2 separate regions of the Macaca mulatta genome follow, and region 1 is linked to region 2. Evidence: chromatin contacts called from public Hi-C data. All regions are on one chromosome and are shown on one strand. The core of a region is the stretch at or near the end of the contact, and the rest is flanking DNA. Distances in the headings are between cores, read along the strand shown.

Region 1 (2,700 bases), core at 148-2,647, 480 kb before region 2:
TGATATGAATAAACATCCGCTGAATGGCCGGGCCTGTGGCTCACGCCTGTAATCCCAGCACTTTAGGAGGCCGAGGCGGGTAGATCACATGAGGTCAGGAGTTCGAAACCAGCATGACCAACATAGTGAAACCTCCGTCTCTACTAAAAATACAAAAATTAGCCAGGCGTGGTGGTGCACACCTGTAGTCCCAGTTACTCGGGAGGCTGAGGCAGGAGAATCGCTGGAACCGGGGAGGCGGGGGTTGCAGTGAGCAGAGACCGCACCACTGCACTCCAGCCTGGGCGACGGAGCAACACTCCGTCTCAAAAAATAAATAAAAATAAACATCTGCTGAGAAAACATATGTCTGAGAAAACAGTATCTAACATATTTACATCCTGGCTATTTACAAAGACTTAAACTTAATGCGTGTTGGGAAACTATTGGGCAAAGTTCTCACTTCTTCATACAGGTGAACTCAGCTCACAAAGACTTGAAATGACTAATAACATTTAACGGTCATGGGGAAGTTTGGGAGACATGACTGCAAATCACCTCCATGGCTCCTCACCCAGCTCAAGCACTTTCTTCTCCCTAAGGAAATAACCAATCTCCAGCCCAGCCCACTTGTTTTTCAAGCCCATGCAGGAGGCCAACTCAGCCAGCAATTAAATCGCACTCAGCCCCGCCGCTCAGTTCTCCGTGGTCTCGGGCAAGTCACTCTACCACTCCCAGCCTCAAGTTCCCCATCAGTAAAAGTGGAGTAACATGAATTGCTAGCAGACAACAGGACCGTGAAAGATCAAACGAGGCATCGTTTATACGAACAGGCTTAGAAAACTTAAGACGCCGCACAAAGGGAGGCGAGTGTTAACAGAGGCCGCGTGGACGGGGATTTGGGCTTGCGCCTCAGCTTCGGCCGTCGGAGCAAGTCACTTCCCTGCTGCTAAACTTCGGTTGCCTCAACTATAAGATAGGTGGAGACCAAGCAGCCCCGAGATCACGGAGCGGGGCCCAAATGCCAGTCCAGACAGGCCAGGGGGCTGCACCGCCGAGACTCCCGGACCCCGGAACGCGGGGGCCCTAGGGTGCAGCCCCTCAAGTCCACGAGGCGGCACCCTGTCCAGCCGCGGCCCCGTCGGCCTCCCAGGCCCGCCGGAGGGACTGCACCTCGGCCAGTGGGCGGGCGGTCGGGGCCGCTGCGGCGACGGCGGCGGCCCGGCCAATGAGGAGCGCGGCTGCTGTTGGGGGCGGGCGCACCCGGTCCTCCGCGTCGCGCCCGGGCCGCTCCCTCCCCCGCCTCGAGCTCCACTATGCCGCGGACCCGAAACCCCGAAGAAAAGAAAGGTCTCTCACCGTCCTTTCGCCACCGCCCCGCGCTTCCTGATGAGTTCGTCCAGGGAGATGTCCGCCATCTTGCTCCGCCGAGCGAGCCGAAAGCTGCCGAGACACCCCCAGCCCGCGAGCCCGCCCCTTCGGCCGCTACAGAGCGACGAACTACTTCCGACGTCCGCCGACCAACTCTCGCGACAGCCAGCTAAACGCAAGCAAGAACCGGAAGGGGCGGGGACGCTCCCCGTGAGCCTTCGCGGAGCTGGCTGCTCATCTGCATACAGAAGGTCGGCACATTATGAATTATTTATTCTCTCCGAAGAAAAAACATTAAATGAAAAGCAACAAAATAATTTCATTAACGAGTAAGACAAACTTCAATGGAAGTGGATCATTACCTCAACGGTCAACTATGATACTCATCATACGCCAAATGAGAATATGATTCATTACCTAGGAAATAAGCGTTACTGTTTCTTTATGCCTTAAACTTATGAGTAAGGAAAATAACGATTCGGGGTGACGCCCGAATCCTCACTGCTAATGTGAGACGAATTTTTGAGCGGGTAAAGGTCGCCCCTAAGGTGACCCGCCTACTTTGCGGGATGCCTGGGAGTTGCGATCTGCCCGATTCCTTTACATCTGAAAAGTAGACTGGGCGCGGGGTGGCGCAATTTCTGTTTGTTTCCGGTGCACAGTGGGTGCGTTCTCATGCCTGTTTTCTTCTCCTGCCAACGCCGCCAGTTCCTAGGGAGTCTAGTCACCGGCTGAGGACGCTCTGCACTTCGTCGCTGTCTCCAACTGCGCATTGAGTCAGTCCAAGGTTGCCCACAATATTGACGTTGTGACCCACGAAACTGGCAATTTCCATACATGCGGACTTAACCCAGTTCTCCCAAACTTCCCTGTATAACCGCTTCTCTGTGCTTCAGAAAGATATGTCCGTCCCCGGCCTCACACAGCAGCTCAGTTAATGACAGCGTGTCTTCACTTTGCTACCTTATAATGTAGTGCTCTTGGGGGTGAGAGCCGGACGACTGCCTGTCTCGCGTCCCGGTGGCGGCGTGACCGGTGGCGGCGTGACCGTCACGAGCAAAGCACTTCATCTCTCTGCCTCTGTCTTCCTAATATGTATTATGGAGCAAATAATTTATAGGGCGTTGGGAGAGTTAAAGAGACTAATTCATTTAAGTGTTAAATACAGGGAATGACTTTTGCATTGATACAACCCCAGCCTCCAGCATGCGCCAGGCATGAGGTAGGTGTTCGGCACATATTTGTCCAATCACTCTAAAAATACACTCCATGCCCTTAGAACAGATGGGGTTAAGTCCTCTTGGCCATCAGGCATCAGGAGCTCCGTACAGAAACTGGGTAAGAGGCCAG
Region 2 (2,700 bases), core at 146-2,645:
GTGCCTGTAATCGCAGCTACACAGGAGGCTGAGGCAGGAGAATCGCTTGAACCCGAGAGGCGGAGGTTGCAGTGAGCCGACATCGCGCCACTGCACTCCAGCCCGGGCAACAAAGTGAGACTCCGTCTAAAAATAAATAAATAAATAAATAAATAAATAAATAAATAAATAAAGTAATAACAATGCCAATGATGACTTCACGTTGAGCAGTGCATTCATTCACAGCGGTATTGTCACTGTCCATCTCCACGCCCGCACTGGGTGACAGTACCATGTTCCACAGTGACTGCTTACCAGTGTCTGTAATTTGAGGGCAGAGTAGGGCCCATCTTTTTGTACCGCCACAACCCGGCACCATAATGTGCTCATCAAATGTTTCCTGAGCAAAGAACCTGCTTTGCAAATGCCAAAAGGGCTAACGAGGCCGGGCGCGGTGGCTCAAGCCTGTAATCCCAGCACTTTGGGAGGCCGAGACGGGCGGATCACGAGGTCAGGAGATCGAAACCATCCTGGCTAACACGGTGAAACCCCGTCTCTATTAAGAAATACAAAAAACTAGCCGGGCGAGGTGGCGGGCGCCTGTAGTCCCAGCTACTCGGGAGCCTGAGGCCGGAGAATGGCGTGAACCCGGGAGGCGGAGCTTGCAGTGAGCTGAGATCCGGCCACTGCACTCCAGCCTGGGCGACAGAGCGAGACTCCGTCTCAAAAAAAAAAAAAAAAAGGGCTAACGAATGATAAGATACTTTCACTTCCAGAATTAATCCCCTATAATGCCCCAGCTACTCTATGGAGAGGATAACTACCTCTCCCTGCCCTCTTAGCTGATGGGGAATCAGAGAGGGGAAATGTCTTGTTCCAGTCACCTAGCGAGAAGACACAAGGCTCTTGTCTCCTGCCCTGAGTTCTCTCCACAGGTACACTGCGCCCTGCAAAAGATGCCAACAGAAACAACACAGATTGCAAATGTATGGGAAACGTGTAGGAACAATCAAAGTCTGGCAAATAATAAACATAATGATGCAATAACAACAATCGGACAGCACGAGGTAAGTCATAGGAACTCAGCGGAGGGAGAAAGGCATGGTGATTAGCGCGGGCTTCCAGGACTACGCGGATCCGGCGAGCAGTATCTGAACCGCATTTTCGCAGCCCCGTAGACATAGGCGCCCACACTCTCTCACCCATGCGCACTCGCCCGCCCGCGCGCAGCCACACCCTCGGTGCCCGGGAGGCGGCGGCCTGGGCAACAGGACCTCACCTGTGGGCTCGGAGCGCCGAGGGACTCGGAGGAGCGCCCTGCAGGGATGCCTCGAGCCGCGCCCCCGCCCCGCCTCCAGCCCCTCTCCAGCCCCTCTCCACCGCCTCTCCAGCGCTCGCAGAAGGACGCAGCCAGCTGCCAGGCGCACCGGCCCGCCCCGCCCCGCCCCGCCCCGCGCCGCACTCTACTTCCAGGGCGGCGCCCTGGCAACCCAAGACGCAACCGCCGGCGCTGCGACTACTTCCGGAGTCAGACTTGCCTGGGGCTCCTCTGAGCTTTTTGTCCCGGGCGCCCGCTATGCTCCGGGCTTAAATCCTAGGAAATGCCAGGCCATCCAACTTCGACACCTTCGGGGCCCAGAAAGGAGACTGAGAAGGGTCTGAAGCATGGGATTGAGTCTAAAAAGGAAGGTAGAGCGGTATGATGATTAGGTCCGAATCCTAGGTTCAGTCTTAATCCGCTGTTTAGCCTCTCCTACCCCCTCTACCTCAGCTTCCTTATCTGAAGAAATGGTGATGTTGGTAGCAGGCGCCTCCTAGGGTGGTCGTAAGGATAACGTGATATGCTGGACCCAGCATGGAGTCATCAACACATGGCCCACTGAAGAACACCTTGTTTCCTAAGGGTTCCTCAAAACATATTGTAAACCCCTTCCATTAGGAAGAGGCAACCTGGCCCAGTGAGGACCTTAAAACTGAAACTGGACCTGAATCTGAATCCCCTGTCCAAAAAACGACTAGCTATGTGGCTTAGGCAGAGCACTTCATTTCTCTGAACCTCAGTTTCCTTGTCTGTAAATTGGAGATAACACCTACATTGAAGGGTTGTTGGGAAGACTATTTTAAAAAATAAATAAATAAAAGGAATGTAGTTGACATAGCACATGGTAGTTGCTCAAATACTTGTTTAATTGATTCATAATAAAAGCATGTATCCCAGACAGCTCTCAGCTATAAAAGAGCACTGGAGGGCAGGGTGCGGTGGCTTAAGCCTGTTATCCCAGCACTTTGGGAGGCTGTCGTGGGTGGATGACCTGAGGTCAGGAGTTGGAGAGCAGCCTGACCAACATGGTGAAACCCCATCTCTACTAAAAATACACAATTAGCCGGGTGTGGTAGTGCATGCCTGTAATACCAGCTACTTGGAAGGTTGAGGCAGGAGAATCGCTTGAACCAGGGACTGGGAGATTGCAGCGAGCCAAGATCATGCCACTGCACTCCAGCTTGGGCAATAAGAGCGAAACTCCGTCTCGGGGGAAAAAAAGTGCGCTTGAAACTTGACAGGCAGTGGGAAAGAAGAGAAACAACAGGCTTTACATCCCTGCTCTGCTCTGATACATTATAGCTGTCTGAGTGTCAGCAAACCCACTGTATTTTTTTTTTTTTTTGAGAGGGAGTTCTGCTCTTGATGCCCAGGTTGGAGTGCAATGGTGCCATCTCAGC

What was found. Hi-C and Micro-C count contacts between places; a contact is called where the count stands out from the background.
Region 1: a contact with region 2 is called in a Hi-C map of fetal cortical plate, with 2.3 times the contacts expected there. The contact joins the promoter of POLDIP3 here to the promoter of TTLL1 in region 2. A contact is called at or near these places in 2 of 14 Hi-C or Micro-C datasets (fetal cortex germinal zone and fetal cortical plate).

What each region holds. Positions count from the first base shown.
Region 1 is chr10:8,869,355-8,872,054 of T2T-MMU8v2.0, reverse strand. POLDIP3 (DNA polymerase delta interacting protein 3) reads right to left here and starts at 1,397. Exons shown (of 9, transcript NM_001190901.2): 1 at 1,339-1,397. The coding sequence starts at 1,397. LOC114670714 (U12 minor spliceosomal RNA) reads left to right here and starts at 1,795; the gene lies at 1,795-1,944. It also overlaps a transcript of CYB5R3 not described here.
Region 2 is chr10:8,392,924-8,395,623 of T2T-MMU8v2.0, reverse strand. TTLL1 (TTL family tubulin polyglutamylase complex subunit L1) reads right to left here and starts at 1,395. Exons shown (of 12, transcript XR_013398913.1): 1 at 1,259-1,395.